Linked DNA regions of Mus musculus: regions 1 and 2 are each linked to region 3. A link is a contact called in public HiCAR-type and HiChIP or PLAC-seq data. All regions are on one chromosome and are shown on one strand. The core of a region is the stretch at or near the end of the contact, and the rest is flanking DNA. Distances in the headings are between cores, read along the strand shown. Region 1 holds the start of Slc24a5 (solute carrier family 24, member 5). Region 2 holds the start of Myef2 (myelin basic protein expression factor 2, repressor). Region 3 has its middle 16 kb from the start of 4930517E11Rik.

Region 1 (2,700 bases), core at 38-2,537, 920 kb after region 3:
TGACCAGGCATCCCAGTCTCGGCTCCACAGGGCACATCCGGAAAGCTGAGTGTCAGAGAGGTTTCCACCAGGAAGGTGCTGGGTGGTTTTTAAACAGCGCAAGCTCATGAACAGCCAGGAGCAGCTCACTCTTTTACACCAGATGCAACAAGCTCTACATCAAAGGCTTGGCACCTTGATTTTTAATTTATCAGTTAATTCATTGTTTGATATTGCATATGTGCATATAATACATTCCTGTCACACCAATTTTATGTACAAAGCAAAGGAATCATAACAGTTGCAAAGCTACAGAATTTCTTCATGGCAGTTTTTAATCTCAGTCCAAGAAATAAGTAATGCCAGACAGGTGACAGAATAACAGAACAATGGCCCCACGGAAGAGACTGTCCTACAAAGGTTACATTTGCCATATAGTACGCACCAAACCAAAAGAGAGGTGATCTCTGCCTTATAGATAGTGGAAGGAAGGAACAGAGAGGTTAAGTACTTGCCTAAGGTCACACAGCTAAGAAACATTGCTTGAACTCAACCACCCTTGTGGTCTCCCCCAGACCCTGTGCCATCAGCCACAGGTTGCTCCACGGCTACAGGTTTTCAGGATCTTGGCAAACTACAGAATGCATTTGAATGCTGTCTGCCTTGTCCAATTAGCATTTTATACAGCTCCTTCTGGCAAAAAGCACAGCTGATCTATGATCAAACAGCATCCAGTCTGTCTCCTGAATAGTTCGTGGCGCTGTGGGCGGCTCTCAATCCCCATAGCTGCCACCTTCACTCACGCGGCCCTCATTTCCCAGTTCAACTGTTACAGTCACCTCCTAATTGACCTTTCTGTCTCTGGCTCTAACTGTAGATGAACATCCAAATAAAATTACAAAGCGTGCCCTGGTAGGCAGAGTATATATACACCTGCCCAAATAATTCCTAGAAACAACGGCTATTGGGAAGGGGGTGGAGGGCGGGGGGGGGGGGGGGGGGACAGCATCAAGCAAACCCAGGTCCTCTCAAATCTAGAGGAAGTCAAAGGCAGAGTCTGTGTGAAGATATTAAAGAGATCCGGCATGAGCAGAATTGCAGACTGCCTGGGCCTGCCATCAGAGTCCCGCATGGAAACAGCTGTAGTCGGTGTTTATCTGCACCCCTCCCTAACTCTTCCAACTTCCCTAGGACTTGGATCTCCTGATCAGAGAAGCCAGGCTGTCTCCCTTGCTGGCCTCCTAAGCTGCGACACCCCCCTCCCCCCGCAGGCACTGGGGAGGAAGGAGACTGCTCACATGATTCAGCATAAGTCTCCCTTGCTCCCTTCCTGAACCACACACTGCAAAGAGCACGCTGGAAATGCGGACAAAATGGGGCCCAACTTGGACAAGGAGGGTCCTGCTGCTGGGGATCTTTTGGGTCTCTGCATACCTGCCTGTCCGTGGTGTCTCCCTGCCCCCGCGCCTCCCAAGGGCCACAGGTAGGTGGCAGTGGGCCCAGACACCCCAGTCCCACGTAGAGATGTGGGATGGAGAGGGGAATGGCCTTGCCCCCTCCCCATCCCCGACTCCTGCTGTATCTGCTCTGCTTCGGAGCCCTGCCGAGGATGGGAAGCGCTCTTGATCAGCCAATGCGTCCTCAAGAGCGTTCTGTAGTAGTTCAGAGACCAAGGGGTGGACAGGGCTGCTCTTCTTATTGTTGGAGACATGATCAGTGCATTCTTCCCATTTAGAAGCAGACACAGAGAGGCGCTGTAATAATGCCTCCCTCCAACTCTCTTCTATCAGCTTATTTCATGAAATAATCTCTTACAAAGGCTATCTAAGGCTTTGAATCATACTCGTATTTCCACCAACTTCCCCATATCCCTCCCAAATACCCCAGTTTAGGCTTTGTGGGCTTCAGACGTGTGACTCCCACATCTTGTGATCTTTTCCTTTTCCTCGGCAGGAAACAGCACGCAATGTGCTGTCTCTCCAGCATCGGAGTTTCCCGAAGGGTTCTTCACCAAGCAGGAGAGCACGGATGGAGGTATCGTAATCTACTTCCTCATTATCCTCTACATGTGCATGGCCATCTCCATCGTCTGCGACAAGTACTTCTTGCCCTCCCTGGAAATCATCAGTGACTGTAAGTTGCCGGGAAGGTCTCCTATGACCTTCCGGAAGAGCTGTTGTCACACAGATGTGTCCATCTCAGCTGGTGGCAGAGCACCCATGTCTGTCCTGGGGTTCTGTGGGGTCCATCCTGGGAGTCCAGGCAGAAGCACGTTTTTTTCAGTTGTTATTATACATGGCTAGCTTCCAGAAGGTTCCTTTTGTTCCAGCACCCCAGGGGCTGTTAAGGAACAGCACCCCCCCCCCCCGGTTTTTTGTACCACTGGGTGCCTGGTCCTCACTGTTTTCTATTTCAAACCCTTTTCACTTGGGCTCTGTGAGTGGGGCAGAAGGAGATGTGGCCAAGGACCTCCTTTCTCTCTACTCCTTGACTGGCATCCTGCAGTTAAGAGAACTGAAATTCATGAACCAATAAGTAAATAAATTCTAAACTCCAAGTAATGGGACCTCAGCTATCAGGTAATAACAACCCTGGGTGCAAAGTGTTAGTAGATTCTGAAGATAAGCTCAGATACGCAAAGCCTGTGGCGCTGTAGATTTCCCAGAACTCTGAATAGGAAGCATCGCTTTGTGGATGCTCTGGTTCCTAACACGAGGAAAA
Region 2 (2,700 bases), core at 156-2,655, 980 kb after region 3:
AAAATGAATATAGGCATCAGGAAAACAGCAAACACTGAACTTCTAAAGCTCAGGATAGGCCCCAGGGAACTGGGGTAATTCCTCTTAAATACGTTGTCAGTGGTTAAGAAAAAATATACAATGATGTCACCCTAAGAGCGAGACTGTCATAGAGAAGCTGAGGAGCACTACCCCATCTAGTTTGCAACCAATTCAATTCAGCCGGTTTCAACAGACTGGTCCAAATCACTGCCTCAAGTATTTCCACACAAAAGCCAGAAAGACATTTTCCCTTTTCTGACTTCATGTCAGAAAGCATGTGTTCACTGCTTTCTACCGTGGCAGGATGGAGAGGTGGAGGGTGTTTTAACAAATTACTGGCATTATTTTCAACTTCAGTTTTTACAGAATAAGCCATAGGAAAATAAATGTTTGCCTTCACATAGCCCCACGTGACAAGGACAGCCGAGCACAATCTGCCCCTATCCTACTGCCTTACAACTTAAGATCTTATGGATTAACGTCGACTAAATTCTCTACAGACACAGATGACAGATCCAACCTTCAGCCCTCGGGTTTTCTTCTACAAAAAAAGCACTGCATTCGGTGGAGGGGGGGTGTCATTTTGTGGCCTAGCGCCTGCCTGGAGACTGCACGAGGCCCTGGGTTGCGTTCCCAGTTTTGCCAAATTCAGATTTATATTTCAGTAATTTAATTATATCGTAAGTGAATTATAGTAAAATGAAGGCCACTACACACTGAGTTTGTGTTTTTAAAAAAATGAATAAATAAACCAGCCTGCACGGCCCACAACCATCACCGGGTGGGTGGAGGAGACCAAGTCCTCCTTTTTCGAAAGCCAATCAAGAGGAACACAATGGGTTCGGTGAGCTCTAACACTTTGGAAGCCACCACCGCACACGCGGCCCTCACCGGGGCTCGGAACCGGGCCGGGAGGGGAAAGGACCGATGATGTCATCCCTGGGTCCTCCCCGAGGATGAGGCTAGCCTCGGGCCTTTTAAAGGGGACCGTTTTTCCGCGCGCCCGAGGCCGGGGCCGCCAGCACCGCACCTGCTCCCGCCCCGGGGCCGCCCGCGCCTCCCGCCCTGCCCGGCCGCCCTCCCGCCCGGCCGCCCGGGGGAGACAATACATTTTAACGCCGTTGGCGCTGCTGCGCGGCGGTTTCTCGGGCTCGCCGGGGTGCGTGTCTCGCCGCGGCTCAGCCGGTTGCTGCTGCGAGCCGTCGTCACCCGCGGCCGCCTCGGACTTGTCGGCATCGGCCATCCCGCCGCGGGCTCCGCCTCGGCCGCGATGAGGGCTCCGAGCGCTACAATGGCGGCGGCCGGAGAAGCGGTAACGGATCGCGATTTGAAAAGGCCCCGAGCGCTCGGCGGCCGGGATCTCGCGAGAGCGGACGAGGCCCCGCGACTTGGGGAGTGAGTGGGGGCGGGGCTCCGGCGCGGCCACCTGCGGAGGGAGCGCGGGCTGCCTGGGGGGGCAGAGATGGGGGTCCTCGGGGACGGGGCCTTTGGATGAGAGGACTATGGCAGCTCCATCTCTGCGGGTGGATGCTCTACGAACCCGCCAGCGAGCACCGGTAGCTGAGGACAAGTTGACCACTTTCTTTGAGGGCTGAAGATTTTTGTAGACCTTAGCAATCAGCTAAGAGGTCGAAGTTTTTACATTCTCGGGGCAGCTATCGATTTGGACAGTCCATCATTTTCTTAAGAAAACCTGTACAAGGGGGCTGGAGGAGTTCAGCAGTTAGGATGACTTGCTGCTCTTGCCAAGGACCTGGGTTCGGTTCCCAGCACCCACATACAGGAGCTCCAACGACCTCTTCTGACTCCATAGGCGCTGGTATGTCTGTGGTGCACAGATATACATGCAGGCAAACCACACGCACACATGGAAAAAACAAATTGTTTTAAAAGAAGTCTTATACAAGACTAGCTACAAATGCATATTTTGGTTTGGATTATAGATTTTACCCCTAAATACTAAAGATTCATAAACCTGAGTGTCATGATTACACTTCACACTAAAATGGCCTTTTTCAGTTGAAAAAAAAAGCTAAGACCTCCTCAAATGTTTCCTTCTTTAAAAAAAAAGTGAACAGCATAAGGCAGACACAGTTTATTAGAGATGAGAGTCATCTACAAAATTCTGAGTTTGGCGTTCTACCCACATAGTGTCCTAAACACAACAGATACTTTTGTGTTTCTGTACTGTCACCCCTGGGGCCTAATGGTTGCAGTTAGCAGACAGGTGCTGGAATCTGGCAGAGAAAATTAGGCTTTCTCCTCGGCTGAGGCATTTCAGTTCTCCACTTCTCTTCAGGTAAAGACAGCAGTTCCTTCCCTGCAAGGTAGAGATTTAAAGAAAACACTTCATCTAGGGCCAAGTGCTACAGTATCGCAGTCTATCTCTTAAGGCTCCCATGGGGTTTCAATCAAGGAGAAACCAGATTAACCCACCCCACCCCACCTCAACCCTAGATTTCAAAGTATTCACTATTCCATGTATTCTTTTGTTACCATTGAATTTCTCCAAGGAACTCCATCTGACAGTCCTGGACTAGTAGATTCCTGCAAAAACCTTTTTCACATTTCAACACTTTTCAAGAGTTCATCGTGACCAAACCATAATAGAAGGTTCGGAAGGGACACTAGAGCTCTGCTGGAGGAGGACTTTGGGAAACAGCACTATTCAAGAGCTGT
Region 3 (2,700 bases), core at 56-2,555:
ACAATCTAATGACAGTTTGCTCTGGGGCCTGAAGGAGAAAAGGTTATTGGGATTCTTATGTCTAACTACATACTGGGTTGAAATATATCTTTAAAAAAATAATAAGACTCTTCAGTATAAAAGCAGTCCTCAGTAATAATAAGAAAATTACTTGGAACATTTAGAAATAAGTGAAACTTTTCAGACTTTGTTTAGACCATTTATGTAAACACATTATACATAGTATAAATGTATACTTATAAATATTTTTAGAAAATTGTGATTAAAACTTTATACAGCAGTGGTGACCTTTAACGATTCTGGGCACTGATGGTTTCAGGATTACTGGATATATGTGAGGTTCTTGAAGCCTTACAATCTGAACTGTTAACAACCTGGAAATGCAGAGAAGTACTTAACACACATAACTCTGTACATTGCTTGAGAAATTGAAATTATTGGGTTGAAGTGACGTGGTGTTTGGAATTTGGGAAAACAGCTAGTGAGAAATGCAATTTTAATGTAATAGGTAGAAGATGATTCAAAATATATGAAATACCAAAGAGCAAAAAGCAGGCTAGGTAATTACACCCTTCCATACCCAGGTTGGTGGGCAGATTGTCTTTCTCTGCTCTAAGTCTTCTTGCCTCTAGAAGCCTCTGCTTGAAATCTGGTTATTTGTGTGTGATCTGTATTCTATTTTAACTAACTTTTTACCTTCTTCAATTGCCATAATTTGTAATAAGTTTTAGGTACCTAGATTTTTCTCTTTCATAGAACCAGGCAGAAATAAAGAAATGGTCCCTGATGATTTTACCAGGCTGAACTCCTTAGGGAAAAGTCATGGGAGAGAAAGAATAGAAGTTTCATGGGCAGATTTAAGTCAGTGTAGTTACAGTCAATCTAAAAGACAATGAGGAGGAGGATTTGTTACATACCAGGTAATGAGGAGAGTTAGCTTTAAAACAATATGGGAAAGCTTTCAAGGAGCTAGGAAATGCCATGAGCAGGCTGGATTGGAAATGAGCTTGTGAACTCCAAGCACAGAGCCTTTCTGAGGTAGGATTAAGTTTAGTCAGAGGGGCAGAGCATGTTCGTTACTGTTTCAAGTGAGATGGGTTGAAATAGAAGATGTAATCTTGTGACAGATCATAGTAAGAGGAGGGGGTTTCTGGTGTGGTTTCTATCTTTTCCCTCAGTAAGTGGCTATGACCACATGTTGTAGGCACGTGACTGTGCTAGCACAGATGTTACAGTTGGGATAAATGGGAGCAGGAGAGAAGACCTAACAGTAACAGGACAAAGACCCAGAAGGCAAGCACTGTCTGAATACTGATCTCTGTCAGCCACCATTGTTATGTAGATTAAAATGGTCACAGCAGGAAGCACCAGGACAGATTCTACAAGGAGATCTGGATTTGATTCATTTCCACTTAGCAAGAATTTGTGGCTTTTATCCATGTTATTTGCACCTTGATTCTCCATTTGTAGAGGAGAATATCTTTAGGTTCCAAAACTTAATTGTGCATGAAAGTATAAAGACTTTCTTTTTATCTCAGTAGCATTTGTTATAAAACAGGTTGTTTTTTGTTTCTTTGTTTTGTTTTGTTGTATATTTATTCCAGCAACGTCCTGATACTGTTCCTACCTTCAGTATCAAGATGGGCAAGTTGGTGTACCAAAAAGGAAAATAATTTGCTTCAATTTGCACAGTTTCATGACAGAAAAAAAAATTCAAATTTTCTTTTCCTTTTTTTTTTTAATTTCAAGTTTTCAAGAAGTCTAACTCCATAAACTAAACAGTAAACACTGCCTGGCCCCATCATATCATCTGAAGGATTTCCTGTCTTCATTTATGAAGGAGCTGTAGCAGATAATCTCTTCACACCATTTGGTTCCAATGTTATGTGATTGGTACACTCTGTGAGGAAGAGGGTCTTGTCTAAGCAGTTAGGACAGGACATTTGGAAGCCATAGTCTGGCTTTTTGAGTGCAGCAGAGAGCCAGGGAAGCTCCTTATGTTTGAGGCTTCCAAGGAAGGTGGCATTGCCTAATCTGCAATAAAGGCCCATCTTATTACAGACCATCTTTCTTTCAGGAATTCAACATGTGCCAATTTTGCACATGCTGAACATGAAATATTTTTTCAGAGATCTATTTCTGTCCTGGACATTAGATGACAAAGAAGAAGAAGAAGAAAGAAGAAAGAAGGAAGAAGGAAGAAGGAAGAAGGAAGAAGGAAGAAGGAAGAAGGAAGAAGGAAGAAGGAAGAAGGAAGAAGGAAGAAGGAAGAAGAAGAAGAAGAAGAAGAAGAAGAAGAAGAAGAAAGAAGAAAGAAGAAAGAAGAGGAGGAGCAGCAGCAGCAGGAGGAGAACAAGAAGAACAAGAACAAGAAGAAGATACTAAGAACAAGAAATTGCAAACACAGAGGAAATATCTGTTAAGGAGAGATATTTCTGTATATGTGTGTGGCAGGGGTAGGGAGGCCATGGTGGTTTGAATGAGAATGTCCCCATACAGTCATTTGAACTCTTGGTGAGGTTAGGGATGGTTCACCCTTGCTGAAGAAAATATCTCAGTGTGAATTAAGCCTTTGAGAATTTAAAGTCTCAAACCACATCCATCATGTTTGTGTTAAAAGATATGGTTTCTCAGCTTCTTGCTCCTACAACCATGCCTGCCACGTGCTGTGGCGATTCTTCCATGATAGACTCCATCTCA

The links. HiCAR-type assays count read pairs that join an accessible place to other places. HiChIP or PLAC-seq counts read pairs in DNA pulled down with a chosen protein or histone mark.
Region 1: a contact with region 3 is called in an H3K27ac HiChIP or PLAC-seq map of embryonic stem cells, with 8 times the contacts expected there. The contact joins the promoter of Slc24a5 here to the enhancer-like site in region 3. A contact is called at or near these places in 5 of 39 promoter capture datasets (embryonic stem cells, hippocampal neurons, liver and 1 more), 2 of 115 datasets of contacts at active chromatin or transcription factors (bone marrow-derived macrophages and embryonic stem cells) and 3 of 9 other capture datasets (adipose tissue, liver and pancreatic islet).
Region 2: a HiCAR-type map of embryonic stem cells shows a contact between it and region 3, with 9 times the contacts expected there. The contact joins the promoter of Myef2 here to the enhancer-like site in region 3. A contact is called at or near these places in 8 of 39 promoter capture datasets (the C10 cell line, cranial neural crest, hippocampal neurons and 5 more), 8 of 115 datasets of contacts at active chromatin or transcription factors (astrocytes, bone marrow-derived macrophages, cardiomyocytes and 4 more) and 1 of 9 other capture datasets (adipose tissue).

The regions. Positions count from the first base shown.
Region 1 is chr2:125,066,840-125,069,539 of GRCm38.p6, forward strand. It overlaps Slc24a5 (solute carrier family 24, member 5), which reads left to right and starts at 1,288. Exons shown (of 9, transcript NM_175034.3): 1 at 1,288-1,462; 2 at 1,933-2,112. The coding sequence starts at 1,342.
Region 2 is chr2:125,122,255-125,124,954 of GRCm38.p6, forward strand. It overlaps Myef2 (myelin basic protein expression factor 2, repressor), which reads right to left and starts at 1,406. Exons shown (of 16, transcript NM_010852.2): 1 at 1,131-1,406. The coding sequence starts at 1,264. It overlaps Gm46759 (a long non-coding RNA gene), which reads left to right and starts at 1,390. Exons shown (of 2, transcript XR_001783448.2): 1 at 1,390-1,840; 2 at 2,535-2,700.
Region 3 is chr2:124,144,441-124,147,140 of GRCm38.p6, forward strand. It overlaps a transcript of Sema6d not described here. Among named protein-coding and RNA genes, the nearest start is that of 4930517E11Rik, 16 kb to the left of the region's middle. Within about 2 kb of position 1,306, at least 17 of the 459 cell types and tissues checked have an H3K27ac peak or open chromatin away from gene starts, as enhancers often do. A contact at or near this core is called in embryonic stem cells, where this site is marked.